Linked DNA regions of Mus musculus: region 2 is linked to region 1. Evidence: chromatin contacts called from public HiChIP or PLAC-seq data. All regions are on one chromosome and are shown on one strand. Each heading gives the region's core, a stretch centred on a gene start, on an enhancer-like site or on the middle of the called end of the contact. The rest is flanking DNA. Distances are from core to core; before and after follow the strand shown.

Region 1 (5,576 bases), core at 1,568-4,067:
AACTTAGGGTTTTATTGATGTGAAGAGACAGTATATCCAAGGCTGACTTATAGGTTCAGAGGTTCAGTACATTATCATCAATGGAAGAATTGCATCATGCAAGTAGACTTGGGGCTGGAGAGCCTAGAGTTCTACGTCTTGATCTGAAGGCAGCCAGGTGGAGACTCATTTATGCAGGCAGCAAGGAGGGTCTTTTCCATACTGGGCAGAGCCTGAGCATAGGAGGCGGTAACATATGACATACTTCTTCCAACAAGGTCACACCAACTCTAATAAGGCAATATATCTTAATACTGCCACTCCCTATGGCCGATCATTCAAACCACCACATAGTCTAACTTTCTGAAACAGTAATGCCTAACTAAACACTTTCTTTTCTGAGTTGCCTTGGTGATGGTATCTTCTCACAGCAACAGAAAGGCAACCAAAACAAGCCCTAGAACTTGGCAAACATAAATCCTTTACATCTGGATTTTTTTGTTTGTTTGTTTGTTTTGGTTTTGGTTTTTTTTTTTTTTTCCAAGACAGGGTTTCTCTGTAGCCCTGGCTGTCCTGGAACTCCCAGCACTTAAGAGGCAGAGGCAGGCGGATCTCTGAGTTCAAGGCCAGCCTGGTCTACAGAATGACTTCTGGACTTTTTAACTCAGCGTGAGATGGTTAGCCCATGTCTTGACACCACGACCTGCTCCTTTTGACTTTGACAGCAGCGATCCATGTGTAAACACAGTAAACACAGACCCAAGTGACTGGCAGCCATGGCCATGCCTGTTTACTGCTTCCTTCCTTCCCCTCTTGAGTGTTGTCAAGAATTGTATAAAGAAAGGGAAGTACCTCAGCTGCACTCAAACTTGTAGGAAACAGTCCAGAGCCAAGCAGCCGAGGGAGGAAAGACACTACAAGCGAGACAGCTCTGGCTGCTCCACAAATTAGCTATGTGCCCTTCTAGAAGCTACCAGGTGTCTCTTGAGTGTTGTGTTCTTCGAAGGCACAGCGCAAATGGCAGCTTCTGCACCTCTCGGGTCTGCTTGAAAGTTAAAGGTTAAAGGTTAAAGGTTGTTAAAGGTGTGCAAAGGTCCTCAGGAAAGAGCTGCTCCCTGGAGGTTACACACGAGCATCCAGACAGCAGTGGATAGCATCTGGGAACCTGAGATGTTGATGTCCCAGTCCTCAGGCATGGCCTCTGTCATTCCTTTCAGTCTAAGCTTGCCAGGCATGCGCAGACAGAAGTTTCTCGGCGCAGGAGACTCTCTATAAACAGTTTACATCCTTGGGCTGCTTTCCAGGAGGGGCCCAGCAGATGCTCTCAGCAAGGAGCTGTTATCCCATTCCCCAAACTCAGGATGGATTCAGAGAGGAGGGGTGCCCAGCAACCTCAGACAAGCCTTAGGCTTGCTGCCTTTCCCCCAGGCCACAGCTCTCATTGGGTGGAGACTGGCTGTCCTGACTCCTCATGGAAAGGGTTCCAAAGGCAGAGGTTTCCAGAAACTACTCTGAGGCTCATCTCAGCCCATTTAAGGACAGCTATGAGAAATGAGTTCATCTTCTCTCCTCTACCACCCCTTCCATGCCTTCCTTTCCTGTTCTCCTTTCAATGCTGACAGCTGCCCCTCCCCAATTACCCTCGTTTCAGCCACTCCACAAGGAGTGTTGTTTTCCCCCAACCCCTAAGATCTAATAATAATGTTCGAGGCAGAAAGTTCAAGGCTGAGCTAATAAATATGGGACTATCAGGCCTGTGTTACCAGGCTCAGCTACAGCCATTTCTGACGTGATGATCCAACAGGTATACAGTGACTGCCTACAATGTCATAAGCAGTGTCCTACATGCTGGGGACACCTCTCTCTCTCTGTCACTACATATATATATATATATTGTCAAGAATAATGTTTTATTAAATAATTTCTCAAAGCCACCTTCCCATGTTTGTACAAATAATACAAATGAATACAAATTTTCATTGTTTTAACAGCTAAGTAGTACTTCATTGTAAGAACACACCACAATGTGTACCACTTTATTATAAAGTTTTAAAAACAAGCCACATTCCCTTTGTTTATAATGTGTGGTACAACTTTAAGTGTAATACTTAGGCAGACCTGGGGCAATCTGATTGAGGACATTTTGGGCAATGTTCCCTATGCAAGAGTGGAGAGACTGGACTGGCTCAGTCTGAGACACTTTCTATGGTAGAGGGGGGAAGTTCAGTGGCTGCGATCAGTGCTGGCTGGTGGCCTGAGAGTTCACACCCGGACTGGCTCCCATCACCCTCCAGTGCTTTAGAAATAACCTGGATTTATATTACCCACACATAGCATGGTGCCATTGTTCTGCCTCCAGGATCCCTGTCTGTGCAATAAATTCTGTAGTGTACTGAATAAACAAAGGGAAAAGAAAGAAATAAACTTAAGATTGTGAAATGAGAGCCAGGCAGTGGTGGCACATGCCTTTAATCCCAGCGTTAGGAGGCAGAGGCAGGGGGATTTCTGAGTTCGAGGCCAGCCTGATCTAGAGAGTGAGTTCCAGGACAGCCAGGGCTACACAGAGAAACCCTGTCTCGAAAACAAAAACAAACAAAAAAGCAAAACAAACAAAAACCCAAATCAAAAGATTGTGAAATGAGAAGTCAGAGGTGTGTGTGTGTGTGTGTGTGTGTGTGTGTGTGTGTGTGTGTGTGTGATACAGTCCTGCACAGGGCTGTAGGCAGTGAATCCTTTGCCCCATAGTTACAGGCAGCAAATCTGTTTTGGTGAGTTAAAAAACACAGTTAAAAGTTCTTGCTTCATATTCCCTCCCATTATCAGGCCCAGGCTCGTTTGAAGCTGCTCAAGAATAAGCAGTGTGAAGACCGCAAGTTCTGTCTCCGGGAGACACCTTCTCAGGCGCTGCAGTAACCCAGAAGCCCGGGGCATTCCTCACAGTTTCTTATCTGGGTGGTAAAAGCAGGATGCAGCCTAATTGGTTGCTGGTTCTCTCTGGTGAACGCAAGAGGTTTCTGTTTTAAGAAATAAAGTGACTTCTTGGCGGTTGATTCACTGCCCCACGGGGAGAGGCTGAGCAGAGGCTTCCTCTCCGTAGAGATTTGCATACAGCATCCACTTCCTGCTCGAGAGCCTGCTCCACCACTTACCTGGGACTGGAGAGGGCGAGGGAGGTCTGAGCGGCCCAAGGTGGATCCCCGTGAGCAGAGCCAGCGACCACCCCCTGGGCCGTCTGTCGGTGGCGATCTTAGGTAAGTGAACTCACTGGTGCCTGGCTGCTCTGACCTCTTTAACCACTGGCCGGCTTTCCAGTCCACTGGCTTCTCTGTTGCCACAAGGTCCTGATCTCACTTCCCTCCGCCCTCCGCCCTCATGCCCCCACCTTTACCTTGTCCATCTGGAGGCCAGTTTGAGCTGAGACTGTGACAGAGTTCCAGCAGGAATGTGGCGCCAGTTTAGGGTTTCTCTCGGGCAGGCCTGGCTGAGTTTAACTCTATAAGGAGAGGCACACAGCACTACACGCTGCCGGGTTGGAGTTTTCAGTACTCATAGTCAGCCATCAAGAAATCAAAGTACGCAGTGAGTTCAGGGCCAGCCTGGGTGACGTAGCAAGAACCTGTCTTTAAAAACGAATCAAAACTGTTTCTCCAAGGAGGGAGCCATGGTAGAAAGGATTAAGTACTTGGCTTTCAGCCCAAGACACGTCAGGGACTGCGGGAAGGCCAACTCCCAGTTTTTCTCTATTTTATGCTGGGGGAAAATACCAGCCTCACATTCTTGGGTCAGAAAGTGCTCGCCGCCCCCCCCCCACATTCCCCCCCCCCCCAGGCCTCCATTTCCTTTAGCCAGTGGTTTGCTGGGTCTGGATGGTGCTGGGGAGGCCAGAGAAGAAACACTGGATCTTGGAAGCTGCCTTCTCTGTGACTTCCTAGTTCACAGTGGCCTCTTAGACTAGAGACTTTTTCTAAGGGTGTCGTGGAAAGAAACCAAATTAGTAATTGAAAAAAGCAGAAAACGTGCTTCCAAGTTCTCCCTCCACTTTGGTGTGGGTGCATCTCTTAGGCAATTCTCTTTGGCTCCCAGATGCCTGGATTTCTTCATCCACAAAGTGTGTGTGTGTGTGTGTGTGTGTGTGTGTGTGTGTATACATATGTGTGCACTCACACACTAACATGATTATGTCTAAATTCTTTTCTAAGAAACCAAGGCCAGGGTAGTCCCAGAAGGGTACTACCATAATGGGTGGTCTCTAAAACTTGTTTTGTTTACTGATTACTACACATATATATTTTACCCCTGCTACTAGTGCATTAGGAAGGCCTTTGCTTCTATTTTTCCAGCCCCCAGAACCTGGCATGTCATCAGATGCTGTAGAGGCACTCAATCTTGCACGTAAACTTTGAAAAAAAGTTTTTTTTTTTTTTTTCTCAGTTTCCCTCATCTGCTTTCCAGGGTGAAGGTCAAGCAGCTGTCAGGGCAGGCAGCCTGTGGTGGGGTGGTGGGGTGGTGGGGTGTTGGGGTGTTGGGGTGGTGGGGTGGTGGTGAGGTGGGGGTGGGGTAGCAGCTGCAGCTCTGCAGGAGAGCAGCCTAGAATCCAGCCATCATTTCTGGCTTTAACCACGCAGGGGGAAATGGGATTTCTTGAATTTAGCTCATGTCCCATGTGTTTACTGAGAGTCAAGGCAGGCTCCAGAGCTGGCAGACGATCCTGCTGCAGAGGCCAGGAGCTGGATCGGAAGGCACTCCAGGCCCCAGCAGTCCGTGTGTGGGCCTTTAATGGGAGGAGGGGAAAGGGAACAGAGCAACCACCCAGCACCATGTAAGGCTGGTGACTATGATTAGAGTCATCACCAGCTGGCAGATACGCTGGGTTCTTAACCTTTTCCAAACCACTGCTTTAAGAAACGTTATTATTGTTTCTTTTGAGCAACTACTTACTGTCAATACAGTTCCAGGAGCTTTGGGTATTGCTAAATTCTCTGTAGGGAATCCAGGCTCTGGTCTATAGCCTCATTTCTCTGTATTCTGGAATAAGGGCACGTTTGCTTGTGGTGAGTTCCTGATTCTTATTTCAAATCCTGAAGTGTTATCATCTGAAAGTGGGGTAGCAGCACTTTGATGGTAGAAGTGCCACCACAGCCACTCTTAATGTGGTGCTGCTCTCCCCAGTCATTCCACACAGGACAAGCGTTAGGGGGCAAATGATGCAGCCATTCTGACAGGTTCACTTTGTGGGGCCGCCTTAAGCAGGAGGGAGGGTCAGACAACGTTGCAGGATACTGTGGGACAAGAGAGTTTCTTAGCTTAGTGATTCTCAGAGGGCCCGAAGACACACAGTGTTCGAGCCTGCACGTCCCTGAATGAAGGGATTAGTGACTTTCAAATACACTGAAAATTAAGAGGAGAAAGCCCTATTTTCAGGCATCAGCAAGATAGATTACGGTGGCGTAGTTTGTCTAAATTAAATCAATGTCTTTCGTGTTGCAGAATGGAAATCTCAGATCCTGAATTCAAATCATTTTCTGCAGCAGGCAATTTTAGATTAGCTTTAAAAAGCATATCTGTATGAACTGTAGGCTCTAGGAAAGGATGCAGGT
Region 2 (5,576 bases), core at 2,118-4,617, 630 kb after region 1:
AGTTTGAGGCCAGCTAGGGCTACATAGAGAAACCCTGTCTCAAAAAAAAAAAAAAATATATATATATATATAAAGAATATTCATTCAGTGTAAATACTAACACCTTTTTCTTCCAAACCTTTCATAAAACAATTGTTACAACTAAGCAAAATAAGTGATGATGATAATAATAATAATGACTTACTTTTTATAGAGAACTCCATATGGTTTCTTCAGTGCATACTGTAAAACATAATTTTAAACTTTCTCAACAGAACATTCAAGAAGCAGAGTCATGGCTACCTTCCTGATTTATATGCCTGCACTAGCAGTTGTTCTAAATTCAGGGCTGGGGCAGGATCTTACTATGCAGCCCGGGCTGCCCTGACTGCCAATCTTCCTGCCTCTGCCTCCTAAGTGCTAGGATTACATATGCTACCGTGTTTAATAAAACATGTGTTGGGTCTCACTCAGCCAAGTGTTTCCCTGTCTCAGTGCAATGAACAGTGCCACCTTTTTCTAACAACTGAGAATGATCATCATGAACGCTGACTACTGTAATATTCTAATATTGTACTGCTCTTAGAACTTGCTTAAATGTGTAAGGTCACTGGGAAGGAATGGCTGGCTGTTCCCCCCAATACCACAACAGGCAGTCAAATATTTCAGAAAAAGATGAGCCAGGCCAGACACTGTGGCTCCCATCTGTAATCCCGGGCTCAGTGAGACGAAAGGTGAGCAATGTGGCTCAGTGAGAATGCTGCTGGCCAGCAAGGGCTGACAAGATGGCAAGGCATTCCTCGAAGAGCATCCAAGTTCTGCTACCACCACATCAACAGGCTCACAGGTATAGTCACATATGTACATACTCACACACACACGCATACACATACTACAAAATACAGAATTGGAAGCAACAATTCCATATGCCTACCATGTCTCTGAGTACTTGTGTCACGGTTGCATTTGCATTTCCGCCTTTAATCAGCATGGCATTCTTAATGTTCTCAGTGAGTTTCGGTTCTCTCTTCTCAAGGAATCTCTTAGCCCTTTTAGTTTTAGGCTTTCTGTAAAAAAAAAAAAAAAAAAGCACAATTCAGAACAAGTTACACATTTTCCTCATATGACAGGAACTCAGCAGGAATGGTACTCACATTTATCAAGCAGGATTCCAACAATAACAACAAACAAAACAAAACAAAAACCTCACTTAGCCAGTGTGTGATGGTGGCACACGAGTTTAATCCCAGCACTTGTGAGGCAGAGGCAGGCCGATTTCTGAGTTCGAGGCCAGCCTGGTCTACAGAGTGAGTTCCAGGACAGCCAGGGCTACACAGAGAAACCTTGTCTCAACAAACAAACAAAAATCCCTACTTTTTCAAGATGGTATTAGCAACAGTATTTTATCATTACTGTTAGATATGTGTTTTATTAGCTTTTGGTTTCTTACATAAACTTCCTTTTTGCTATTCTCACTTGTTCTAATACTAATTTTTTCTACACCTCTTATTAAACACTAAAGGATTGTGGGGCTTCGAGGTTAGGTTAAGAGCAAGTGCTGCCTTTGTAGATCTGAATGTAGATTTGGTTCTTAGCACCCACAGGACAGCTCCCAACTGGCTGTAATTCCAGTTCCAGGGACCTGCTGTTCTCTTCCGGCTTCTGCGGGCATTGCATACACAAGTGCACATAAATACAAGCTAGCATTCACACATACATAAATAAAAATAAATTTAAAAAATGAGATGACGTCAAGTTAAGCGTTGTTTTTAACTTAGTATGTTTCTGCATGGTGGCCTGTAATTACAGCTCTTTAACAAATCAGGCAACTCAAGACTAAAAAAATAATATGCCCAAGATCTTCACTGCTGGCATGGAAGCCAACGTTAAAATTGTACTAGATGTAAGTTACAACTCCAATGTGCAAATAATTCAGGGGGCAGGGTATGGGGGACTTTTGGGATAGCACTGGAAATGTAAAGAAAATACCTAATTTAAAAAAAAAGAATGTAAAAAAAAAGAATTCAACTTTGCTTCTGATTTGCTGCAGTAAACATGATACTTTTCACAGTTTTCTATGAACAAAATTTCTCCTCTCTCAAATAAAAATAACCCTCCATTTCCCAGTCTTGGGACAGGTAGGGAAAGAAGAAAGAGAGAAAAAAAAGAAGGGAGGAGGGACAAAAAGAGAGCGAGAGAAAGAGAGAGAGAAAGAAAAGGGGAGGTAGGGAGGGGAGGAAGGAAAGGAAGGAGAAAGGGAGAGGAAAGAAAGAAAAAAATAAAAGAAAACCCAAAATATGCATACACCTTAATTTCCCACATAGAATTTAAAAATTCTCCTCCAATGAAATGTCATGTATAAAACCAAGTTAGGCTGAGCAGTAGTGACACATGCCTTTAATCCCAGCACTTGGGAGGCAAAGGCAGGCAGATTTCTGAGTTCAAGGCCAGCCTGGTCTACAGAGTGAGTTCCAGGATAGCCAGGGCTATACAGAGAAACCCCGTCTCGAAAAAACAAACAAACAAAAAAAAAAAAAACCCAAGTTAGTCATTTAATAGTCAGTCAAAGATGTACACATTTTATTGAGTTAAATCAAGGCACACACTGTTTTTATACACTTTACAGCCCGTGTCTTTATGCAATTTGACTAACCAGTTATCAATATAAATAGCACCTTACTAGTTAGTCATAGTAGGTGCACAAAATTCATTAATGACTAAAAAGAAACTGTCGTCTACACTACATATTTACTTAAGTAGCAGAAAACTGTAAGAACCAATGCAATAGCATTTGGGAACTCAATAAGTATTTTTTGAACAAACGTAACCATCACTCAGGGAAATGCAGAAGTGTACAAGGTTGGAAGGAAAAGAAAAATTCCCATTTTGTACCTGTTGTGGCAAACACTGCTCTCTACAGTTCTATGACACACGGCTGTTGTGACAGCTATTTTTTACAGGGTAAACTGATTTAGGGCTGTTCAAATGCCCAGAGTGACAAAACTTTGAGTCCAGTTTGTCGCCTGGTTCTTGTCAGATTCCGAGGCCACCACCATTCTCACAGCTCAGAATCTATCAGCGGCGAGGTCATAAGCCGATCACAGCGTCCGCCCTCGCTCCAGTCCACCGCCCGCGGTCTGCCACCACGGCTTCCCCAGCGGCGATTCGGGACGGAGAATCGGCCGAGCCGACTCCTTCCCAGGGACCACTAGCAAAGCACGACCGGAAAGAGCGACAGCGGGAAGACCGCGTCGGAGGTCACGGGAGACTCGCCCCCACGCCATCGCGCCCCACACACTTACAGAACTTTGTCCAAAGCATCCATAGCTGCAAGATCCCTTAGCGAATGCACGTGTACCGATTACTTCCGGGAAGCCGCCGCGAGCGCCGGAAGAGACGGTGCCGGAAGTGCGAAATACCACTTCAATGGACAGCCCGGCTGTCCGCGCTGGCGGCCATTTTGGGAAGGCATGGCGTTCCGTCTCCCTTGGTTACGGAACGTTGTTTGATTGTTCTCCGGAAAGTAAACGACTTAGTCGAGGATTTGGGAGGCAAGTGTTCCTTTTCAGGGAAATAACCAGAATGCTAGAAAGGTTGGAGGTACGGTACTCAGTTACCAAAAGTACTGCTATGAAAAGGACGCCATTAACTGGGAGAGCAGTTGAAGCAGCTTGATTAACCCCTCGCCTTCTACATGAAAGATACACGAAGAATACTGCTCATCGTGACTTTCTCTCAAGTCTCAGTCATATAACTTGCATATAGTTATATAAAATACACCTGGTAATGTGTACAATTCATTGGTTTGGGTGCCTTCACAAAGCCACTGAAGCCAGCACAGCCGTGAAGGCAGTAACACCAGCATTGGGGGAGGAGAGGGCAGAATTGAAAATTAAAAATTCAACCTCCACTCCACAATGAGGTGCACGCGCACACACACACACATCAAAGAACTCAGCATTGGGCTGCAGTCCTGGCATCTCAGTACTTTAGAAAGGAAGGCTGGAAGATCAGGCTGTGTAGGGATTTAGATGCAACCATCAACTATTATCTCATGCAATATACTTTTATTACTTCAAAGAGCTCACATACCCATCCACGAGTGGCACGGTGTTGCCTGGAATTGCCTAGTCTGCTGTACATAGTATGAATTGAATCTCATAGTGTGCAGTCTTGGGTCTGACTTTATTAAATTTTGAGTTTTGTTTTGAGACAGGGTTTCTCTACATCACTTTCTCTGGCCTGTAACTTGCTATATAGATCACCGGGATCTTGAATTCTGTGTTGTTTCTGCCACTTGAGTGACAAAAATTACAGTCATTTGCCACCACAAGTGACCTAATTTACCATTGCAAGGTCTGTGCATTTGTGTGCTCTGTTTTGGGGTGAGGATCTTGAAATGCAGCCAGTGCTGGCATAGAGCTGTTGACCGTGCTGGTGTAGAACCTGAGATGCTGCCTTTCCCTATGGACCACTGGAACTAAATGCATAGCCTACCAAGATTAAAGGCATGTCCTGCCATTCCAGGAAATCCATCTTTTTGCATATTGGGATGGATAATGGCAAGTTAGGAAGGTGGCTTCTAAATAGCTTTAAAGGCCTGGCTGGAGCTACCTGGGCAGTCTCAGTGGTATAGCACTTAACTATATACACCGTCCTAGGCACAAACTCCTGTCCAAGTCTGACCGGACTATTTAAGACACTGTCTCAAAATAAATAAGCAATAAATCCATCTGGTAAACAAACTCCTTTTCCCAAGTTCTATGAGCTGTGCTAGCAAGCAATTGAAGGTGAGAAAAGCATTGTGGGAACATTCAGTTTGTAGGCAAGTCAGAGGCGGTGGGTAACTTGGGGAACTACTTGAGATTAGCATGTAGACTAGAGATGGCACGATGGTATGGGGCTGTGGATCTGACACTAAGTCCAGGTTGACTAAGGATCAGAACTTCAGAACTGGATTAGGTTAGATGACATTGAATATGTATCCTCTAGGAACTCATCTGTGATTTAAACAAAACAAACAAAAAAACCACAAAACCCAGATATATAATATCTGTTGTACAAAAAAAAAGTCATCTGACTTATTGCATTCTTCACAGGATGACTTTAAAACACAAGAACACTTGCTGCGGTCAGAAGGCTAGAGAATTTAAGGCTAGTCTGGGTTACATATAAAAACTCTGTCTCAGGAAAAAAGGAGGGTGAGTATGGGGCAGAAGACAAGAGTGGTGATGGCCCAGCAGTTAGGAGGACTCACTGCTCTTAGGAAGGACAGGACTGCAATCCCAGCACCACATGGCTCATGGCCATCTCTATCTCCAGTTCTAAGAGGCCCAAAGTCTCTTCAGACCTCCTTGAAACTCTTGGCTCTCTTGAAACTCATTTTGTAGACTGGCTGCCCTTGAACTGAGAAATGTGCCTGCTTCTGCTTCCGGAGTGCTGGGATCAAAGGTGTGTGCCACCAACTGCCCCACATAAGTATTTTTAGGAGGGGTGTGTGTGGAGAGGGCTGTGAGGCGGCCCAACAGGTAAAGTGTTCGCTGCACAAGGCTGATGACCTGAGTTTAATTCCCACAAAGGTAGAAGGAGAGAACCTG

Evidence for each region. HiChIP or PLAC-seq counts read pairs in DNA pulled down with a chosen protein or histone mark.
Region 2: an H3K27ac HiChIP or PLAC-seq map of epiblast stem cells shows a contact between it and region 1, with 2.8 times the contacts expected there. The contact joins the promoter of Rpf2 here to the promoter of Traf3ip2 in region 1. A contact is called at or near these places in 2 of 39 promoter capture datasets (hippocampal neurons and pre-B cells) and 4 of 115 datasets of contacts at active chromatin or transcription factors (T-cell acute lymphoblastic leukemia, epiblast stem cells, memory CD8 T cells and 1 more).

The regions. Positions count from the first base shown.
Region 1 is chr10:39,610,117-39,615,692 of GRCm38.p6, forward strand. Traf3ip2 (TRAF3 interacting protein 2) reads left to right here and starts at 2,818. Exons shown (of 9, transcript NM_134000.3): 1 at 2,818-3,230. Gm16364 (predicted gene 16364) reads right to left here and starts at 3,566. Exons shown (of 6, transcript NR_152259.1): 1 at 3,368-3,566.
Region 2 is chr10:40,243,672-40,249,247 of GRCm38.p6, forward strand. Rpf2 (ribosome production factor 2 homolog) reads right to left here and starts at 3,368. Exons shown (of 10, transcript NM_023323.3): 1 at 3,282-3,368; 2 at 914-1,046; 3 at 185-222. The coding sequence starts at 3,304. It overlaps Gtf3c6 (general transcription factor IIIC, polypeptide 6, alpha), which reads right to left. Exons shown (of 6, transcript NM_026113.5): 6 at 4,030-5,576.